3 separate regions of the Macaca mulatta genome follow, and regions 1 and 2 are each linked to region 3. The links are chromatin contacts, called in public Hi-C maps. All regions are on one chromosome and are shown on one strand. Each heading gives the region's core, a stretch centred on a gene start, on an enhancer-like site or on the middle of the called end of the contact. The rest is flanking DNA. Distances are from core to core; before and after follow the strand shown. Region 1 holds the start of AURKB (aurora kinase B). Region 2 holds the start of BORCS6 (BLOC-1 related complex subunit 6). Region 3 holds the start of HES7 (hes family bHLH transcription factor 7).

What was found. A called contact is a pair of places that touch in the nucleus more often than the background predicts.
Region 1: a contact with region 3 is called in a Hi-C map of fetal cortex germinal zone, with 2.5 times the contacts expected there. The contact joins the promoter of AURKB here to the promoter of HES7 in region 3. A contact is called at or near these places in 2 of 14 Hi-C or Micro-C datasets (fetal cortex germinal zone and liver).
Region 2: a contact with region 3 is called in a Hi-C map of prefrontal cortex, with 5 times the contacts expected there. The contact joins the promoter of BORCS6 here to the promoter of HES7 in region 3. A contact is called at or near these places in 5 of 14 Hi-C or Micro-C datasets (CD4 T cells, fetal cortex germinal zone, fetal cortical plate and 2 more).

The regions. Positions count from the first base shown.
Region 1 is chr16:9,728,458-9,731,515 of T2T-MMU8v2.0, reverse strand. AURKB (aurora kinase B) reads left to right here and starts at 1,327. Exons shown (of 9, transcript XM_077970301.1): 1 at 1,327-2,130. TRNAP-CGG (transfer RNA proline (anticodon CGG)) reads left to right here and starts at 1,519; the gene lies at 1,519-1,590. TRNAG-UCC (transfer RNA glycine (anticodon UCC)) reads right to left here and starts at 2,857; the gene lies at 2,786-2,857.
Region 2 is chr16:9,708,636-9,711,612 of T2T-MMU8v2.0, reverse strand. BORCS6 (BLOC-1 related complex subunit 6) reads left to right here and starts at 1,704. Exons shown (of 1, transcript NM_001194556.2): 1 at 1,704-2,977. The coding sequence starts at 1,804. The coding sequence ends at 2,877.
Region 3 is chr16:9,642,287-9,645,598 of T2T-MMU8v2.0, reverse strand. HES7 (hes family bHLH transcription factor 7) reads left to right here and starts at 1,904. Exons shown (of 4, transcript XM_077970307.1): 1 at 1,904-2,062; 2 at 2,980-3,075. The coding sequence starts at 2,021. TRNAG-GCC (transfer RNA glycine (anticodon GCC)) reads right to left here and starts at 382; the gene lies at 312-382.

The DNA.
Region 1 (3,058 bases), core at 78-2,577, 86 kb before region 3:
GGCTGGTCTTGAACTCCTGACTTTGTGATCCACCCGCCTCAGCCTCCCAAAGTGCTGGGATTACAGGTGTGAGCCACCGCCCCCGGGGAAGAGGGTCATAGCTTTCATAAGGGTCATAAAGGATTTAGGCCTCCCCTTCTGCAGAGATTAAGTTCTTCAGACCAGGGAAGAAAGAGGTGACTGGATTATTTTGCAGAGAAAGCTGGAGCCCAAGGGGAGGGAGACAGGAATTGGAAAAGGGTAGGGATGGGGGAGGAGATGCCAGATCAGCCCTGAGAACCTCTTTACCCGTCTCAAAGACTTAGGACACTAATGGGAAAGACTGGGCTAACTTCTGCCCTTCCCCACTGTCTGCCCAGGGACACCTGGGAAAGGACAAATAGGAGCTGAATCCTTCACTGAAGGCCCCGTCAACGTATCTATGGGTTGGGCGTTAGGAACGGCCTGGCCCCACAAATCACATAACTGGGGTGTAGAACAAAATGGTTCCAGAGATGCTACCAGGCTGGTCCAGGACCGATGCAGGCCAGAACCCCGCGGGGAGGACTCCCCAGAACAGGCACTGAGCTGAGGAAAGGCAGAACACGTGGTCTGCTACTGACTCCACCAGATCTTCTGGGACTCTGGGCAGCTCCGGAGTACTGCTAAGTCCCCAAACCGGGTCTACAGGTCTTAGACCACACTCGTGAGGCCACTTGCCTCAGAGCCTTCGGGGGGGTCTTAGGAGGCAGGCAGGAAGGTCTCCTTCTAGGCCATTCTAGGAGGGGACTGGAGAGCAGAGGTTAGACCGGAGGGTAGGGGTAACCTGATCTTACAGTCCAGAAGCCACGAGACTAGTCGCCTGGCCTTGCGCCCCGCCCCACTGCAGGGTGGAAAGCCTGTCCCACTCCAGTCACCCAGATCAATAACGCCCTCCACCGTGGGTCTCCTGGGCCCCAGAAATCGTTCCCTCTTTCCCTCGCCTGGGCACTGCCACGCGGTCTGGGGAACCCGTAGTCTATCGACGGGTCTGGCCCGGGGTTTGCCCTGCCCGTTAGCCCAGGAGGATAGACAGACACGGGGAACTGGTGTTCCCCTAGTGATTTCAAGGCTCATTAACTGTCTCCGACCCGTCCCGAAAGCAAGCAACTCCACCGCTTCTCTTCAAAGCTCTGCAACGAAGGACTAGGTCCAAGGACCGCAGGCGGAGGCGGGAATTGTCAAGATCCCAGGTTACGGAATGGCACCGAGTCGGTGACCAAAGGAAGCAGGAACCCGGGTGTTCAAGGCAGTCCTCCAGGGCGGCGCGGGGGCTAGGCTGAGGCCACTCCCTTCCACTTCCTCGACGCTATTTCCTGGGAGGAGTTGGAGCTGGCGGCCCAGAGCCAAGGGACTCCCAGACCCGTGCTCCAAAATACTAGGCTTGGGGGAGGCTGGTTCCTGAGCGGCGCCAGGACCGTTCTGCCATGCATAGTGGACCCGGCACTACAGCTAGCCTGGCACGACCTCTAGGGCGGTTCGCAACGGCATTCGTACGTCGGCTCGTTGGTCTAGGGGTATGATTCTCGCTTCGGGTGCGAGAGGTCCCGGGTTCAAATCCCGGACGAGCCCTCCTTTACGTTTTGCTGAAATAAGAGTGTCTTCAAGGAATGTGTTACCTGACCAGCGCTGCAGGAGGCTTCACTGGAAATCATCAATGTACAGTAAGCTCTTTTGTGGCACCGGGGTAACAGAAAGAATCTCAGTCCCCAGACCCGCCTGGCATGTCAGGAAGAGACGAGGCACGCCCAGACTTGGGCAGGACGCTCCCTTTCTGCTTCTTGACTTCCTGCGTGGTGTCTCAACTCCGCCACTACAGCCTGGTTTCGGTTTGATTGACACCCATCAATCTATAGTTGTGGATGACAGTGTTCGGGAGAGCCCAGGAACTGTCAGAACTTGGTTCTCTGCAGCCCTGGAGGTACTCTGTCTCTTTCGGTCACTCCGTCTGACGATGGGTGCCTGAAATACACCTACAGTTTCTGGTCGGCTTTTCTCGGTGGTCGGAAGAACAGAACCCTTAGGAACTCTGCTGTCAGCAAGCCGAGTGTAAAGTCCCAGATCAAGGATTTGGAGACGACCATTGACGGGTCACTCCTCGTTAGTATAGTGGTGAGTATCCCCGCCTGTCACGCGGAAGACCGGGGTTCCATTCCCCGAGGGGGAGAATCCAAATGATTTTGCTTTCATTAAATCCGTCCTGGCCCCTGGGATGGAGCTAGAAAAAAGAGGGAAAGGAGGAGGGGAGGAAAGTTTGGCCTACCTCTCCAGCTCGCATTCTAAGTTTCCATTTTAGTTCAAGCAACTTGGAGTTCAAACGTGTACCTAAAGTGGCCACTATCTCCTCCGCTCAATATGTTCATTAGTGCTCAAACTTGATCTAGCTTGCTCCCTCCTTGACGGCAGTGCGCATTTCCAGTCTCTGCTTGAACCTGGGCAAGCAGCCATTTGGCCCCCGGCTGTCCAGGGTGCAGAGCCCGGGCTTTTGTTTCCTTTCACCTCCCTGCGTTTTGTGGATTCGCACTGCGATCCGGGAACAGTAGGCAACCCCGGGCCGAAATTCCGACAGGCTGCTCTCACCTGGAGGGGCTTGCAGGGCGCATCCGCCAGGAGCGCGGTGGTCCGGCAGTGGTCGCAGGTGTAGCGGAAAGCGGGTTCTTTCGGAGAGGACGGTTCCTCAGGAAAACCTCACGAAAATCCTCAACGATGGTGGGGCCCAGAAAACACGAGAAAGAAAAGAGGGAAAAAAAAAAATTCAAAATGCACTTGCGTTGGCCGGGAATCGAACCCGGGTCAACTGCTTGGAAGGCAGCTATGCTCACCACTATACCACCAACGCTTAGGTACTGCTGTTTTCTTTCATACCTCATGTTGATTGCGGTGAGTCGCGTTGGACCCGTGCGGAGCCAGGGAAACAGCATCAGCGAGATCCAGGTAAAAGTAATGGCTGCTGTCGTCTGCCCGGCGCAATTGTGCGTGACCTTTACCGCTAGTGCGCGCCACCCCACATGAACCTGTAGGGTTATGCCCAGTCTACAGA
Region 2 (2,977 bases), core at 455-2,954, 66 kb before region 3:
CGGATGTCTGGTCGGGCACGGTGGCTTACGCCTATCATCCTAGCACTTTGGGAGGCCGAGGCGGGTGGATCACTTGAGGTCAGGAGTTTAAGACCAGCCTGGCCAACATGGTGAAACCCCGTCTCTACTAAAAATACAAAAATTAGTCTGGCGTGGTGGCGGGCGCTTGTAATCCCAGCTACCTGGGAGGCTGAGGTAGGAGAATCGCTTGAACCCAGGAGGCGGAGGTTGCAGTGAGCCAAGATCGCGCCACTGCACTGCAGCCTGGGTGACAGAGTGAGACTCCGTCTCTAAACAAACAAACAAATAAATAAATAAAAATACTGATGTCTCTGGGCTTTGGCTACGTGTTGCAATTTACAACCTTTCCAATGTCTGCTGCACCATTGCATTTAGAGGAAATCTCCATTCCCCAACAGGAACTGCAAGGCCCCCTGCATGACGTGGCCCCTGCTGCCTGTTCAGTTCCTTAGCTCGAAATCCTTCCCCTTACCTTGCGGATTTTGTTTTAGTCCCAATGTCTCCTGCCCTCTCATCTCAGTTTCTTGAATACGTCAAGACTTCTTTGTCTCTGAGAGGTAGCTCAAGTTTTCTTCCCTCTGCCTGGAGGGTGGCTGGGTCTTTTTGGTTCTTTTTAGTTAAAAGTCCCACCGAAGAGGTCTTTTCCTGACCCCTTATCTAAACTAGTGCCTACTCAGTTATATTCTCTTTTTTTTGTTTGTTTTTGTTTGTTTGTTTGTTTTGAGACGGAGTCTCGCTCTGTCGCCCAGGCTGAAGTGCAGTGGCCGGATCTCAGCTCACTGCAAGCTCCGCCTCCCGGGTTCACGCCATTCTCCTGCCTCAGCCTCCCAAGTAGCTGGGACTACAGGCGCCCGCCACCTCGCCCGGCTAGATTTTTGTATTTTTTAGTAGAGACGGGGTTTCACCGTGTTAGCCGGGATGGTCTCGATCTTCTGACCTCGTGATCTGCCCGTCTTGGCCTCCCAAACTGCTGGGATTACAGGCTTGAGCCACCGCGCCCGGCCTCAGTTATATTCTCAATCATAACACTTTATTTCCTGTATAGTACATATCAAAATTTGTGATCATTTCATTTGTTGAATATTTTACCTCGTGGCAAAATCACACGCCATCTTCCAAGGGGCGAGACCCCTCAATGTGAAAGGGGCAAGAGACACAGAACAAGAGTGGCAAAAGCATAGGAAAGTCCAGAGGCCGCTGCCTTGACCACAATGGATCGCTCTGAGCAGTTCAATGGTTAGGTCTGTTAACCAAGAAAGATAGAGCAAACCATTCACGCTCATGCTGGACTTCTGGTTTCCTCCTTCTTAGTTAAGTAGGTTCAACCCCGATGGTCCAAGCAGGATATGCCATTTCCATCCTAAGAACCTCTCTAGGAACCCCAAGTGGGCTCCCCACTTGGTGTTTTTGCTAAGCAATCACTGTGGGGGGGGGGTACAATTGCAGGCAGAAAAAATCTAAGCCCCACCCCGCGGGACTCAGAAATTTGAGGACCTTGGTCTTTAAGATCTGGCCCATCAGCTTTCAGAAAGGGCGGGGTGACGGGAGCAGCTGTCATCTCCTTCTCTCCACCCAGCCGGCGTTCACGTGTGTTCCGCTGTGCAGTAACAGCTCTTCTTCCGGGACTTCCTGGTCGCCACGACCAATCAAAATGCTTTTCCTGTCCTTACCATTGTCAGCCGCTGCCAATCGGCGCGCCTCTACCAACGCCCCTTAAAGGCGCAGCCACCGCCTCCGGAGCCGGGGCGAACCAATTCCTCGGTTGCGGCCCCCACCTGCAGTATGGAGTCGTCTCGGGGGCGGCCCGGGCCCGAGACGGACCTTCTGGCTGTAGCGGAACAGCAGGCCGCAATCTTCGGCGGCGGACCGGGCCGAACGTCCTCTGAGCCGCCCTCAGGCCTCCGGGTGTCCGGGGAGGAAGAGGCCGAGAACGTTGGGGGCGCGAACCGCCACCCCAGGACGTCCCCGAAGACGTCAAGCTGCGGCGTCGTCCACCGGCCGGAACGGGAGGCTCTCGAGAAAGAGCCCGGCCCTCAAGGGACGCCGTCTGGGGCCGGGAGCCTCAGTGGGGCGCCGGGTGCAGAGCACGAACCGTCCCCGTCCTTCCGGCACAAGGACCCAGCGCCGCCCGAGGGCAAGCCCGCCTCCGGGAGGGACTGCCGTCGAGGGGGACCAGGCGGCGGGATGGATGTTGAGCAGCAGGAGGAAGAGGACAACGACGAGGAGGCGGCCGCGGGCGGCAGAGCCAGCCGCTCGTTCTCCAGCCGCCTTCAGGACAGCCGCAGCCTGGACGGGCTGAGCGAGGCGTGCGGTGGCGCCGGGTCCTCAGGGAGTGCCGAGTCCGGCGCGGGCGGCGGACGCCGCGCCACCATCTCCAGTCCCCTGGAGCTCGAGGGCACAGTGAGCCGCCACGGCGACCTCACCCACTTTGTCGCCAACAACCTGCAACTCAAGATCCGTCTGAGCGGCGCCCCTCCACCCCCGCCTTCTGCCCCTGCGCGGCCCTGCCCAGCGCCTGCACCCACACCCACACCAGCCATTCCCCCCATCGACCCCGAGGTGCTGCGGGATCTGGAGCGGTTGAGTCGGGAGCTGGGAGGCCGGGTGGACCGTCTGCTTCGCGGTCTGGGTGGCGCGGTGCAGGAGCTGACGGCGCTCAGCGTGGGCTGCATCCAGACCTACCGCGACGCTGTGGACTCCTTAGGTGAAGCCGTGGACATGAGCATCAAGGGCATGTACACCCTGCTGGCGCGCTGCGAGGAGCTGGAGCGGGCTCTGCAGCCGGTTCAGGGGCTGGCTCGCCAAGTCCGGGATATCCGACGTACTCTGGAGGTGTTGGAGGCCCTGTGCAAGTGACCAGGAGGACAGGAGAGGCCGGGCCTGGCCAGGGCAGGGCCCAGCAGGACCCTAAGGACTCTTCAGGGAGTCCTGGTGGGAAGTGCCCACTGAGGGGAAG
Region 3 (3,312 bases), core at 655-3,154:
TGGCCCCTCCCCCGCGGGGGGCCGAGAGGACCCCCGGGGCAGGGATCCGAGCACTGTGTCCTTTCTCAGGGTCACGCCTGTGGAGGTGCGGGCGGGGGACGGAGGGAGGAGTGTGGAGGATGCAGGACCCCCAGGCTGGGAGGAGGGGAGAGTGAGGGCGTGCGGAATCAGGGTGTAGGCCTGGGGCTGCAAACTCTGCTATAGTCAAAAGGCTAAGATTTATATTTGGCAGAAATATTTGAGTGAAAAGATGCTTTTTAGATGCTACCAAATGTATTAGCCTCTCTTTGGAGAGGAGAAAATAAGGCTCTTGCATTGGCCGGGAATCGAACCCGGGCCTCCCGCGTGGCAGGCGAGAATTCTACCACTGAACCACCAATGCGTGACTACTGGGGTGTGCCAGGAGACAATCTGAGTTCGTAAGAGGTTGAGGCGGACCCGGACAGGCAACTGTGTAGGCCGGGGAACTGGTCCCGAATAGTTGACGTGGGTGGAGCGCCAGGTCATCCTTCCTCTCGTCCGGATCCGGCCACCGGGCCATAAAGCCGCCCCATATGGCCAGGGGCGGCCCCACACCCGGGTGCGAACAGCCTGGGGCCCCCAGCCTCGCGTGCAGGTGAGAAAAATTCAGCCCGAGCCCAGGTTCCCAAGGAGGGGGGCAGCGGGGGCTGTTGGGGCCACACATTTGCGTTCCCATTTGGCTGAGGGACGGAGAGGGGGGATGTGCTGGGGGCCCTGATCCCAAATGGGAGCTCCCTCCTCAAGGTCTGTGCCTCTCTAGGCTCTGGCTACAGCAAGAAAGGCTCCGTTACAAAACCAAGGTGCGGAGGGCCGTTGGGAGGGCTTGGAGGAATCCCCACTGATCTCTGACTTCACAGCTATCTTCCTTCTCGGTCTGCAACCCTGTCTTTCCGTGTCTTTATCCCTGGCAACCTGGCTGTCCCGTTCAGTTTCTGATTTATCTTCTCAGGCACTTTGTCCCGAAGCCCCCGAGTGGTCAGGCATCGTTCTGCGGAGGGTCATGTTCTTGGTTTGAGGTGGGTGTTGATCCCTTTTCTGTATCCCTTGCTTTCCCCTTAGTAAAACTGCCTGCTCCCTGCTACCCTACAGTCACCAGGGGCCTCCAGAAGCAAGCAATGCGGGCACACTTGCGTGAGGTGTCCCATCAGCCACACTCCTGAATCTCCTATGACTAGTTTTGAATCAAATACTTGTGCTGTAAGTGGAAAGACCTCTCCACTCCTACCTATGTTTCAAAGACTTGCTCCCTCTGCCTTGAAGTTCCTCCTTAGTCCAGCCATCCTCAAGGAGACCTTTTCCCGGAGCACCTATTTCACTGGGCTTCTGTAACAGCTACTTAGTGTCACGTGGTCTTTTCCATTAGCTACTGCAGGGATAAGCTGGGTCTCTCCTGCGTATCTCACTATGACTCGCCCGAGCCTAGACCAGTGCCCTGTCCGCACAGTGGGCGCGCAGATGTTCGGGGACTTGAAGGTAACTGGCTTAGACAGAACAGAGCGCCTCTCCAACCTCCTGGCAGAGCTTCGGTTGAGTCGGACGGATTCACCCAGCACACTCGGGTTGCTCCCTGTCTCGACTAGGAAGCGAACTCGGAGATGATGTATAAAATTCAGCCTGGGGGCTGTTTCAGGGTTAGTGAGGGTACAGTAAGTCTCCGACAAAGCTGCAATTCTGGAGGAACTCTGAATTTCATCCCCAAGCGAGCTCTGCCCCTAATAACCTCCTGCCTTCAGCTGGGTTCCGCCTCCTTATACAGCCTTATGGTCCGTAAACCAGCCAGTGCCCCCATTCACCCCTCACTTCCCACACTCCCAGGCCCCCACACTCCCCTCCCCCCTTCACTCCTCCTCTTTCCGGGAGCCTCGTGCCGGGTCCTAGAGGGGCAGAATCCGGGTGCCGAAGGGGGCGGGGTCGGGTCCTATCCCTCCTACCCTGGGGCCGCGGAATATAAGGCTCCAGGCGAGCAGGGACCCGGTCCACACCAGGGTCCGGAGGAGCAATGGTCACCCGGGATCGAGCTGAGAATAGGGACGGCCCCAAGGTGAGAGGCGGGAGGGGAGGGAGCAGAGGTCCCTGGTTTGGCCAGGGGACTGGGCCCCTGACGCCGTCGGTCTGGAGAGAGACTGGGGACGCAGGGGTGGAAGGGGAGCCGTGCTCCAGGACTCCAGGAGCCAGGAGCTGGAGAGGAAGCTGCAAAATATGAAGAAGGGGACAGGGGTCAGAGCCAGACCTGAGTGGGCGGTGGAAACATAGGACTAGGGGTCTAGGTAATGGGGGTCGGCACCGTGTGGCCTGGGGAGGGAGCCGGTGTCGGAGTAAAATAAGCAAGTAGAGGGCAGAGCCAAGGGAGGAGGGTGGGAACGAAAAGAGAAGAGGATAGTCTCTTGCTCTACGCTGGCTGTGAGGCGGGCGGGGTTGGCCCAAGACGGTCTTGTAGAGAAGGCCCCGGGGCGTTGGTTCCAGAGGCCCCACACTGGTGGAAGATTTTAGGAGAACCAGTGGAGAAGGTGACGGCCTGGAGGGTTTTGAGGGAGAAGAGGCGGCGCGGTCGCGCTAGGTATCTCCCTTTCTATACTCAGGGCCGCCAGCTCTGAGCCTGGCACCGTGCGGCGCACGTGCCTGCGCGCAGAGGGTTCCCAAAGTTCTCCACTGAGACAGAGAGAAACTGCACGAGACGGAGACGTAGAGAGAAAAGAGGAGGAGAGACACAGAGAGGGGAGGAGGGAGGACGAGACTGAGAGAGGAGAATGCGAAGATCCGGGGAGGCGAGCTACAGAAACTGATCTAGGGGCATTGGGAGGGGGAGCGGAGAGGGATCGAATGGGGTCGACCCTAGGCAATCTGGGGTCTTGGGGCCGGGGTGGAAGCCGGGCTCTCCCAGCGGCGGGATCCGACGCCGGCGCGGCCGCGCTGAGTCTCGGTCCGGTCGGCCCGCTCTCCTTTTCCCGCTGGTCGCAGATGCTGAAGCCGCTTGTGGAGAAGCGGCGCCGGGACCGCATCAACCGCAGCCTGGAAGAGCTGAGGCTGCTGCTGCTGGAGCGGACCCGGGACCAGGTCAGTCCCTCCGCTAGCCCCGGGTCCCCAAGCTTCCCGTTTCTGCGTCCCAGGGCTTCCCACTGGGGTGGGGACACGTGCTTGGTTTGCAACCCTGGCTCCAAGGCATCCTCACTCGAGTCCCGCCTTTGGAATTCCATCCCAGACCCCCACTCGCTCTCAGAACGCGATCTTCTTCGCCACCCCTCGGGTCTGTAAGTTTCACGCCTGGTTCTGTAAATTTCGCTCCCGGGTTCG